3 separate regions of the Mus musculus genome follow, and regions 1 and 2 are each linked to region 3. A link is a contact called in public Hi-C and promoter capture Hi-C data. All regions are on one chromosome and are shown on one strand. The core of a region is the stretch at or near the end of the contact, and the rest is flanking DNA. Distances in the headings are between cores, read along the strand shown. Region 1 overlaps Dnaic2 (dynein, axonemal, intermediate chain 2). Region 2 holds the start of Dnaic2 (dynein, axonemal, intermediate chain 2). Region 3 holds the start of Cd300e (CD300E molecule).

The links. Promoter capture Hi-C pulls out the DNA fragments that hold promoters and counts their contacts. A called contact is a pair of places that touch in the nucleus more often than the background predicts.
Region 1: a Hi-C map of bone marrow-derived macrophages shows a contact between it and region 3, with 19 read pairs. The contact joins the enhancer-like site here to the promoter of Cd300e in region 3. A contact is called at or near these places in 12 of 39 promoter capture datasets (the 3T3-L1 cell line, the C10 cell line, the HPC-7 cell line and 6 more), 3 of 484 Hi-C or Micro-C datasets (bone marrow-derived macrophages, embryonic stem cells and nephron progenitors), 6 of 115 datasets of contacts at active chromatin or transcription factors (the HL-1 cell line, embryonic stem cells, large pre-B cells and 3 more) and 3 of 9 other capture datasets (adipose tissue, embryonic stem cells and liver).
Region 2: a promoter capture Hi-C map of stem cell-derived epiblast-like cells shows a contact between it and region 3, with 4 times the contacts expected there. The contact joins the promoter of Dnaic2 here to the promoter of Cd300e in region 3. A contact is called at or near these places in 13 of 39 promoter capture datasets (the 3T3-L1 cell line, 3T3-L1-derived adipocytes, the C10 cell line and 7 more), 4 of 115 datasets of contacts at active chromatin or transcription factors (embryonic stem cells, pancreatic cancer cells and stem cell-derived neural progenitor cells) and 4 of 9 other capture datasets (adipose tissue, embryonic stem cells, liver and 1 more).

The regions. Positions count from the first base shown.
Region 1 is chr11:114,743,968-114,746,984 of GRCm38.p6, reverse strand. Dnaic2 (dynein, axonemal, intermediate chain 2) reads right to left here. Exons shown (of 13, transcript NM_001034878.3): 7 at 2,545-2,684; 8 at 1,808-1,930. Among named protein-coding and RNA genes, the nearest start is that of Dnaic2, 18 kb to the right of the region's middle. Within about 2 kb of position 1,689, at least 18 of the 459 cell types and tissues checked have an H3K27ac peak or open chromatin away from gene starts, as enhancers often do. A contact at or near this core is called in bone marrow-derived macrophages, where this site is marked.
Region 2 is chr11:114,725,829-114,728,812 of GRCm38.p6, reverse strand. Dnaic2 (dynein, axonemal, intermediate chain 2) reads right to left here and starts at 1,394. Exons shown (of 13, transcript NM_001034878.3): 1 at 1,038-1,394.
Region 3 is chr11:115,060,751-115,064,003 of GRCm38.p6, reverse strand. It overlaps Cd300e (CD300E molecule), which reads left to right and starts at 1,965. Exons shown (of 4, transcript NM_172050.3): 1 at 1,965-2,019. The coding sequence starts at 1,980.

The DNA of each region.
Region 1 (3,017 bases), core at 440-2,939, 320 kb after region 3:
TGTTGAAAGGTTGACCCCAGGTTCAGTATTCAGTAACAAGAGAGAAGCACACAGAGACAGAGATAGAGACAGAGACAGAAAGAGAGAGAGACAGAGAGAGAGGAGAGAGAGAGAGAATACTGAGCTACTAAGGCTGGGTATGAAGTAAAAAGACCAAATTTGGGGGGCCCTGAGAAGCAAGCCATTAGGCCAGCCACGGTGTACCTATAAATGGTCGAGGAAGAGCCCCCTGCCTGCTTGCCTCAGACATATGGGGTAGGCACAGAATCAGAGCTTGGGGCTCAAGTCCCAGCTTTGCCAAGTGCCAGGGCCCTCAGCTTACTGTCACCAGGACTCTTCTCGTTTGTGGGGAGGCAGGGACAAAACCCCGGCCTAACAGGAGCATGGCAGCTGCCGACATCTGGCAAAGGCTGTGTACTCACGGACCTTTGTGTACTCACGGACCATTGTGGAGAAGAGGGGACATTACATTCAGCACGTGGCCTAGAAATCGCAGCATCAGGGCACAATGTCTTCTTGAACGCCCCCAGATAAGCCCTGAGTTCGGGGTGAGTGGCTGCCTTCCCACTCATCATTCCAGCAAGTGAATTCTGGCCTGTGGCTGGGGATGCTGGAGGCAGGTGTGAGGGCAGAGCCTCCCCAGGTCCTACGCATGATGTGACCATGAACCAAATAAGTGACACTGCCAAGGACATAGGAGTGGGGCCACCAAGCTTGAGCCTCAGCTATTTAGAGGAGGGACCAGCCTAAGCCACGACCCATCTGCAAAGAGATTTTCTTGCCTTGATTTGGGGAGAGCGTCCATTTTCTGCTTCTGACGCACTCTTGAGACTGCTCTGATAAACTCTAAGCTTATTTTATTTTTATAGGTCTTTGCTTTTGTATGTTTGAGACATGGTCTTGCTATGTACTCCTGGCTGGCCTGGAATTCTCTGTGATCTCAGCCGGTTTTGAATTTTCAGTGATTTTTCTGCTTCTGGCTTCAATTTTGAGTTAATAAATTTTTATTTATTATCAACATCATCATGATCATCATAACCCCCTTGTGTCCCCCCCGTGTGTGTGTGTGTGTCCATGAATACTATGACATACTATATATAAGTAGAAGTCAGAGGACAATTTCCCGGAGTCAGTTTCCTTCCATAGCTCCATCCAGGAATTAAACTCAGGTCAAATTTGTGTACAAATACAAAGGCTCTCTCTGGCTTCTTGTTTTCTGTTTTGTTGTTTGTTTTGACTTAAAAAAAAAACAACAACAACCAAACAAAACAGGACCTCAAACTTGTTACATATGACTTTGAACTCCTGATCTCCCTGCCTCCAGCTCAGATATGCTGGGATTACAGGCCTGCATCTGCGTTCCTGGCTTTGGGAGTTTCTTTATCATTCCCTGTCTGTTGAGACTTGGTTCTAACGGGGTCTGTGCTCTGCTTTTCCACCTGGCTCCTCTGATCTTCTTTCCTTCCTCAATTCCCGTTTATTTCCCTCCCCCTGCACCCCCCCCCCTCCCGAGGAAGGGAAGTGACCAGCCTAGGGCCTCAACTGAAGCCAAAGCAGTGAGGACATTGGTTCTGGGCAGGATCTTCCCCTAAAACTGGGCTTCTCTGGTTTTAAAGCTCCCCTCTGCTCAGAAGGGCGGGCCTCAAGCTGGTGTCAACGGCAGCCTTCCTGGAGGTGCTCTGCTGCCCCCTGCTGGAAGATCGCGGTAAAGCCTTCACAAGGAGTAAGGTTGCCCGGCAAGGTGCCATGCCTGCTGTCCGTAGCCCAAGCAAGCGAGGTTGAGGAAGGGAGAACAAAAAACACCCACCAAGGTAGACTCGAACTCCAAGGAGATGGCGCCCAGGGCGTTCTCCAGCTGCTCCTTTCTGGAAATGTCCATAATGACAACTTCGATGGGCTCGCTGATCTTGCGGATGTCCCACCACATGACCTGGCAGGGAAGGGCGATTGAGACTGTGAAGACCCTGCCTTTTTCTTTCCTTTCTTTCCTTCCTTCCTTCCTTCCTTCCTTCCTTCCTTCCTTCCTTCCTTCCTTCCTTCCTTCCTTCCTTCCTTCCTTTCTCTCTCTCTCTCTCTCTTTCTCTCTTTCTTTCTTTCTTTCTTTTCTTCCTTCCTTTTTTTTTTTTTTGTTGTTGTTTAAGAAAGAGGGGGCTGCCGGGCAGTGGTAGCGCACGCCTTTAATCCCAGCACTTGGGAGGCAGAGGCAGGCAAGATTTCTGAGTTCCAGGCCAGCCTGGTCTACACAGTGAGTTCCAGGACAGCCAGGACTACACAGAGAAACCCTGTCTCAAAAACAAACAAACAAACAAACAAACACAAGAAAGAGGGGGCTGGAGTGTACAGCTCAGTGGTAGAACCCTCCCTCCCCCCCCCCCCCCCATGCATGAAGCCCCGGGTTCCAGCTCCAGCACTGCACAATACAATACAATACAATACAATACAATACAATACAAAGTACTGGAAGGCAGAACATAAGGCAGTGGTCTCTGGACGGCCCCTCCCCTCCCCTCCCTCTCCTCCTCTCCAGGGTCTGCCGAATGGTACCTGCCCATCAGTGGATGCTGAGAAGCACTCAGTGCCTGTCTTTGACTGCAGCCAGATGGTGCCATACACTGGGTCTCGGTGGCTGAACTCGATGGTGGACAGCTCTGCCACCAGGCTGCCCTTCCGGGTATCCCAGCAGGCTGACGGGAGAAAACCAGACTGTGAACTCAAGGTCCCAGAAACACAAACCGATCAAACCTGTATTAAAGGTTTGTGACTGGGGAGAGTTGACACCCTGAGTTGGAGGCTAGCCTGGTCTACATAGTGAGTTCCAGGCCAGCCAGGGCTACATAGTGAGACCCTGTCTCAAAATACACAAAAATAGGAAACGAGAAGAGAGTCATCAGATAACACGTGTGAGACCTGAGACTGGTTTCCAAATGTTCTAACCTACCTGCCTGTTATTCTTACCACCAATATTTGGCCATGGGAGGTGGGTAGGCATTCATTTGATTTGTTTGGGATTCTTGAGA
Region 2 (2,984 bases), core at 145-2,644, 330 kb after region 3:
CAGAGCTAAATATGGACTCTTAGAACCTTACACATATCAGCCAGTGCTCTACCATTGAGCTACACCCAGCCCCACTGAGTCTCAAATCCAGGGTCACAAAGAACCGCTATACCCTGGTCCAAACACCAAAACATGTGATCATTTCCTGCACCCTAGCCCAACAGAAACAACAAGACTTGCCTCAGGCGAGGATAATGAGCAAAGTCGTTCCTAGAGAGAACCCCTTGTGGTTGAGCGGAAAGCATGGTACACAGCTGGGAGGAAGGGCCAGGAAATAGCAGGCAACAGAGGTGTCAGTATGGGAAGGGGGCCAGGAGGAGGGTCACCCTTTGTCCCTTGTGTGCCTGGAATTGTAGAGCCGTGCTTGAGTGAGGAATACAGATGGAAGGGCTCCTGTGTCTTTCCAATGTCTTTGTGAACCTTCTGGACAAGGTTAGGAAAATGGTCTCCTGACCCTAAATGTAGATGAAAGGCCAACTCCCAGATGGAGGGGCAAAAGAAAAGGTGCATTTACATACAGTACCTGTGCTCAGTCCACAAGACTCTTGTGATCTCCCATTTTACGCCCTCCATTTTATTTTTCTTAATTTCACTTTATTTTTAATCGTGTGTGTGTGTGTGTGTGTGTGTGTGTGTGTGTGTGTGTGTGTGTGTGTGTAAGTGCACACAAGTGCAGGTGGGGTGGAAGCCAGAAGTGCCAAATCCCCTGGAGTTGGAGTTTCAGGGGTTGTGAGTCACCTGATGTGGGTGCTGGAAATCAAACTCCCGGTTCTTTGCAAGAGCGCACTCACTCTTAGCAGCTGAGACAGTCCTCCAGCCCCCTCTCTTAGTCTTTGAGACAGGCTCTCACTCTGAGTCCACTGGCCTAGAGCGCACTGAGTAGTCTAGGTTGCTCTCTGACTCTTGGTAATCCTCCTGCATCAGTTTACAGGAGTGCAGGGTTTACCGGCCTATCCCTATCCCCCTCCCTACGTTTAACTGAAAGCTCTCTTCTTAACAACCCATCCTTCCTGGGCTTGAAATTTTGTTCCATTCACCTGAAAGCCAGAAAGAGGTCCCGCCCACTCCGGGTCACAGCCCGGGTCAGGGCCTGGTGGAGAAGTGCAGAAGGCAAGGTGCTTGGAGGCTGAGGAGGTCCTGGAGCTTGAAGAATATTCAGGGCAGCGAGGATTAATGCAGCAGAATGAGCTGATTCCAGCACCTGACAGTTCTCCGAGATTTCTTGCACTGTTGGTGATTATTACCCTCGAGAGCTTTTCCCTCTTTTTGCCAGGTCTTCTTTCGGGCTTGGACGTCCTCTAGGACGCCCGCCCCTTATCCTGGCTCACCTCCTGCCACACAGCCCAGGAGAAGCGCCCAAGACCAGTCCCAGCTCCAGCGCAGCTTAAACGGCTGGGAGCTGCGGAGTTTACCAGTTGCCTAGCAACCCTGGCCGGGCCGAGACGCCGGCAGTTCGGAAGGCGATCTGGAGCACGTGACTCTGGTCCCGCTAGTCGGAAGCACCCCCTTCTCTCCTTCCTTCTCTGGAGGAGGTCTGCGGAAGAGGTGGAGGAAAGTTAACCAAAGCTTTGCCAAAATGCCTACCCAAGTCTACAGTCTATACCCAGCAAAGTCCCTCCCCCACTCCCGTATCCCCCGAAAACGCAATCAAAGTGACCAGAGCGTGGGAAGCCCCGCACCTGGGTCAGTTCGGATCATGTCTGATTTGTCACTGCTACAATGTCCGGGTCTCTTCTGTTAACGTATCCCTTGCACCACCACCCTTCTGAATTCATCTCTGGAATGGAAATTCCTTGAGGGTCAGGCTCAATGCATGCAAGCATGGCTTAGCTATGCGGCTGGCACGTTGTAAATATGGTTTCATTGCATGAATGAATGAGCTAGCTGATGGACACATGAATGACACAAAGAGAGATGTGTTTCTCATGAGCTTGAGGCAAGGAAGTGAGAAAATGTGGGAGGGATTGATGGACAGGCTGAGTACAAGGCACTTTGTTGGGTAAGCCTGACAAGCAGAGTTCACATCCTAGAACCCACATAAAAATGGGGGAAAAAATGGATTCCACAAAGTTGTCCTCTGATCTGTGTCATGTAGCACACCCACAATCATCATCATCATCAATAATTTAAAAAGAATTAAAGAAGGGAGGTAGAGTCCTATATCTAGGACTGGTGAGATGGCTCAGTAGAGAAAGGGGCTTGCTACCACTTCTATGACCTAGGGTTGAGCCCCAGACACACATGGTGAAGGAGAGAACTGAATTCTCTAAGTTGTCCTCTGACCTCCATACTTGTGCTATGTAAGACACACACAAACACACACATACACAATATGATTTTTAAAAAAAGATTTATTTATTTATTTAGTACCGTGTTCTGTCAGCATGCCAGAAGAGGGTACCAAGATTCCATTACAGATGGTTGTGAGCCACCATGTGGTTGCTGGGAATTGACCTCAGGACCTCTGGAAGCACAGTCAGTGTATTTAACCTCTGAGCCATCTCTCCAGCCCACAATATAATTTTTTAAAGAGAAAGAAAACTACAGAACCGTATATACTTTCCCAGAGGTGTTCCTTAAGAGCATTTGGGACCCGAGGTTGGTTCTTTATTTATCATGGGATTTTAGCAAGGCACTCTCTCTGCCATCCCCTGTGAGGTTTGAATGAGATCACCCTCATAGCTCATATATTTGTATGCTTAGTTCCCAGATGGACAAGCTTTTTGGAAAAGATTAGAACCTTGTTGGAGAAGGTATGTCACTGGGAGTGGGCTTGGAGGCTTTAAAAGCTCACACCAGGCCCAGTCTCTCTCTCTCTCTCTCTCTCTCTCTCTCTCTCTCTCTCTCTCTCTCTCCTTTCCTGCTGCCTGTGGATCAGGATGTAGCCCTCAGCTACTTTTCCAGCATCATGTCTGTCCATGTACCACCATGTTTCCCTCCATGATGATAATGGACTAACCCTCTGAAACTATAAGCAAACCCCC
Region 3 (3,253 bases), core at 716-3,215:
ACAACACAGTGGATACACAGATAATGTTGCAAATAGATAGTAACGGGTTTGAGTTCCATGACCCTGGAATCTACACCTTGGATGGTGACCTTGACTCTGAAGGAAAACAACACCAGTTGATTACTGGGTAGAGCTTGACCACAGGAAGTTAATCGCTGAGTCTGGAGGGATGTTGGGACACTGGGTTGCAAGAGGGGTCTTGCAGCAGACCCTCTGGGTCCCTGTGTCTGCGTGGAATGGGTCTCTCGGGCAGGTGGGCAAAGCGTCGGATGAATAGACAAACAGATGCACACAGGAGAGATTGTGTTGGATCTGAATGTATTGTCAGGTCGAGCATCAGACTTTTTTATATTACAGAGAATACCAGGGGTTGCAAGTCACATCAGGCAAGGTACATTGAAATTTACCAGATACAAGGGAATGACTGCGAAAGGAATTGCAGGAACCAAATAAATGTTTACAATAGAGATTAGCAGCCCTGCCTAGGTGACAGGCAAGAATTTCACACTTTAGTGTTAATAGCACCAGGGGTTTTTTACTCTTGGCAGGCCTCAAGAATAATGTAGTGTCACGGACCCCTAAATTCCTAGGCCTTGCTAATTCTTATCTTGTCTGGAGAATCTCCATTTGTCAGGAGAGTAAATCAACTTGCTATAGGTATGGAATGTAGCCTGTACTAAAGATTTCTATCTCAGTGAGATTCCCAGGCTCTTTCTGTGACCAGTTGAGCCACTGGCTCTGTCTTATTGTAATGCTTAATTAGTTACTGAATAGGTTAAACTTCCTTGCTGCTTTCTGGGATGTTGGAACACTGGGTTTAGCTATGTCAGAATTCAATCTTAAAAGGCACTTATAATAGGGTAATACTAACAGAGAGCACGTGGATCCATACACTAGACTAACGCGGGAATGGAATATTAATGTATTCTTGCGTGCACCCAACTGGCCACGAAGAACAACGCTGCCACAGGATCCTTCTGCACACGTTTATTCAGTCCCGTTTCTTCTTGTTTATATCTCCCTTTGTTTATATCTCCCTTGTTTATATCTCCCTTGTTTATATCTCCCTTGTTTATATCTCCCTTGTTTATATCTCCCTTGTTTATATCTCCCTTGAACTCTGGGTCTCTCACTCTTTTATACTCTCAGTTCCCATCCACGCACAGCAGGCCACGCCACCTCACCAGGCACGCAGCTTCAGCTAATCAGGGCAGCAGGGGCATATCTCCATCAAAATGGATTCACCAGTATCCTGGTACACCTGCGCAGCTCTCAAGATGTTTGTGGCTTATATGAGGAAGTCAGGTGCAAGTCATACGACTTAGCTGCAGTCCCTGGCGCCTTTGGGACTGCCGCCACACCCGCTCCTCACAATGTATGGGTTAGAGAGGTTAGAGAGAACGCCAGACTCCAGGAGGAGAGCTTCCTTGAAACTCTTTTTTCCTCATGAGCAGCTTTTAGGCATCCCTGCCTGACAGGCTGACTCCACCGGAGTGCCGTGGCAGAGTCCTGAGATCAACTGGGCAGAAACAATGGTTGAGAAAGACAAAGAGGACCCCCTCATCTCTGCTCTTTGAATGGGGGGCACTTATGATCCCAAAGTCAGTAGCCATAGCAGAGGGAAGCAGTGGGGATCAGGCAGGTGTACTAGACAGGAAAGGGAGCTGGAGAAACAAGGGCTGAAGCTATTGCACACAGCAACTGGCTTTCCTGAAGCGTCAGGCTGTGACAAACGTGCTTTTATTGAGTGCAGGCCCGTGCAATGGATCTGCTCCGTTCATTCTCTGAAGCGATTCTCACTCATCTTCCTTTTTTTTTTGTTAAAGTAGGAAGTAGCTCAGAGTGCAAAGGAAGCAGATAAGAAAAAACACATGGAGAGAACTTGAACAAGAAGGTGGTTGCCTGGGCTCTGTTACACACATCTGGATTCCAGCAGCGACCTGGAGTTTTCTGGAGACAGCACCCAGTGAGGCAGGAGGATGAGGCTATGTGCAGGTCTGCTCCTTCTCTGCTTCCAAGGTGAGTAGGGAGGTGGATCTGTAAACCTAATTTTGCAGGGGGGAGGGGGGTAGAGTCGGAGTCCTGGGTTCAAGCCAGAATCCAGATGTCAGAAGTGGGGGTGGGGCCTAGGGGCAGGGGGAACATACATGCATTCACCCATCTCTTTATCTATCAGTGTAGTCCAGCATCCATCTATGGGTCCTACAAACCATTACTAAGCACCAACTGCAACCCTGGACTGTTCTAAATGTTGTAACTATAAAGTAACTTCCCCCAGTCAAGGGGAATCCTATTTGAATGAGGGAGTCAAATGATTATGCTACAGGATAAGTCTTGTTACAATACAGACCGATCCTGTAGATATCAACTACAGCAGGGGCTCCTCGCTCTGCCCTCAGAGGGATGGAGGCTTCATCGAGTCTTCACAGAAGTCAGTCTTGAAGGATGGACCAGCCAGTGGAGCAGAAAAGCAATGATTTATGCTAAAGTGTAGATAGAGATCTTAAAGACCGTGGAGCGTGCAGAAGTCAGCAGTGACCTTGTTTTTGCTGAAGTTTAAAGAGGTTAGAAGTGTTTGTAAGGAATAAAGAGTAGCCAGTTGTGACAGTGGGTGCCTGTAACCACAGCATGCAGGAGGCTGAGGCAGGAGGTTGTAGGCTTGCCTCAGCTACATAGTGAGATCTTGCCAAAAAAAAAATCTGTAAAAGATACTTCGGCCAAGTATGGTCGTGCATGACTTTAATCCCAGTACTTGGGAGATAGATGCAGGTGGATCTCTGTGAGTTCGAGGCCAGCCTGGTCTATATAATGAGACCCCTGTCTCAAAAAAAAAAAAAAAAAAGGGAGAACACATTTTCTTTCCAGGAACTGTTTAGGATGAAAATTCGAGGGTATTTCTTTGCAGGTGACTTTTTATGTTTTTGTTGTTGTTGTTGTTGCTGTTGCTGTTGCTGTTGCTGTTGCTGTTGCTGTTGCTGCTGGACCCTCATAGAACATAAAAGCTACCCCATGTCTACCTGCATTTTTTTCTTCAGTGGTGGTTAGGGCTTAAAGGAAGAGGCCAGCTGAGTGACTCTGTCCACACGTAGTTTTCTTTTTCCTTTTTATGATGTAAGCGTGTGGTATGTGTGGTGGTGGGTGGTGATGTGAGGTCAGAGGCCAGTTTTGTAGAGTCAGCTCTCTTCTTCCACCTTTAGGGTGAGTCTAGGGACCTAACTATGACAACCGGGTTTGCGCAGCAAGCGCCCACTGA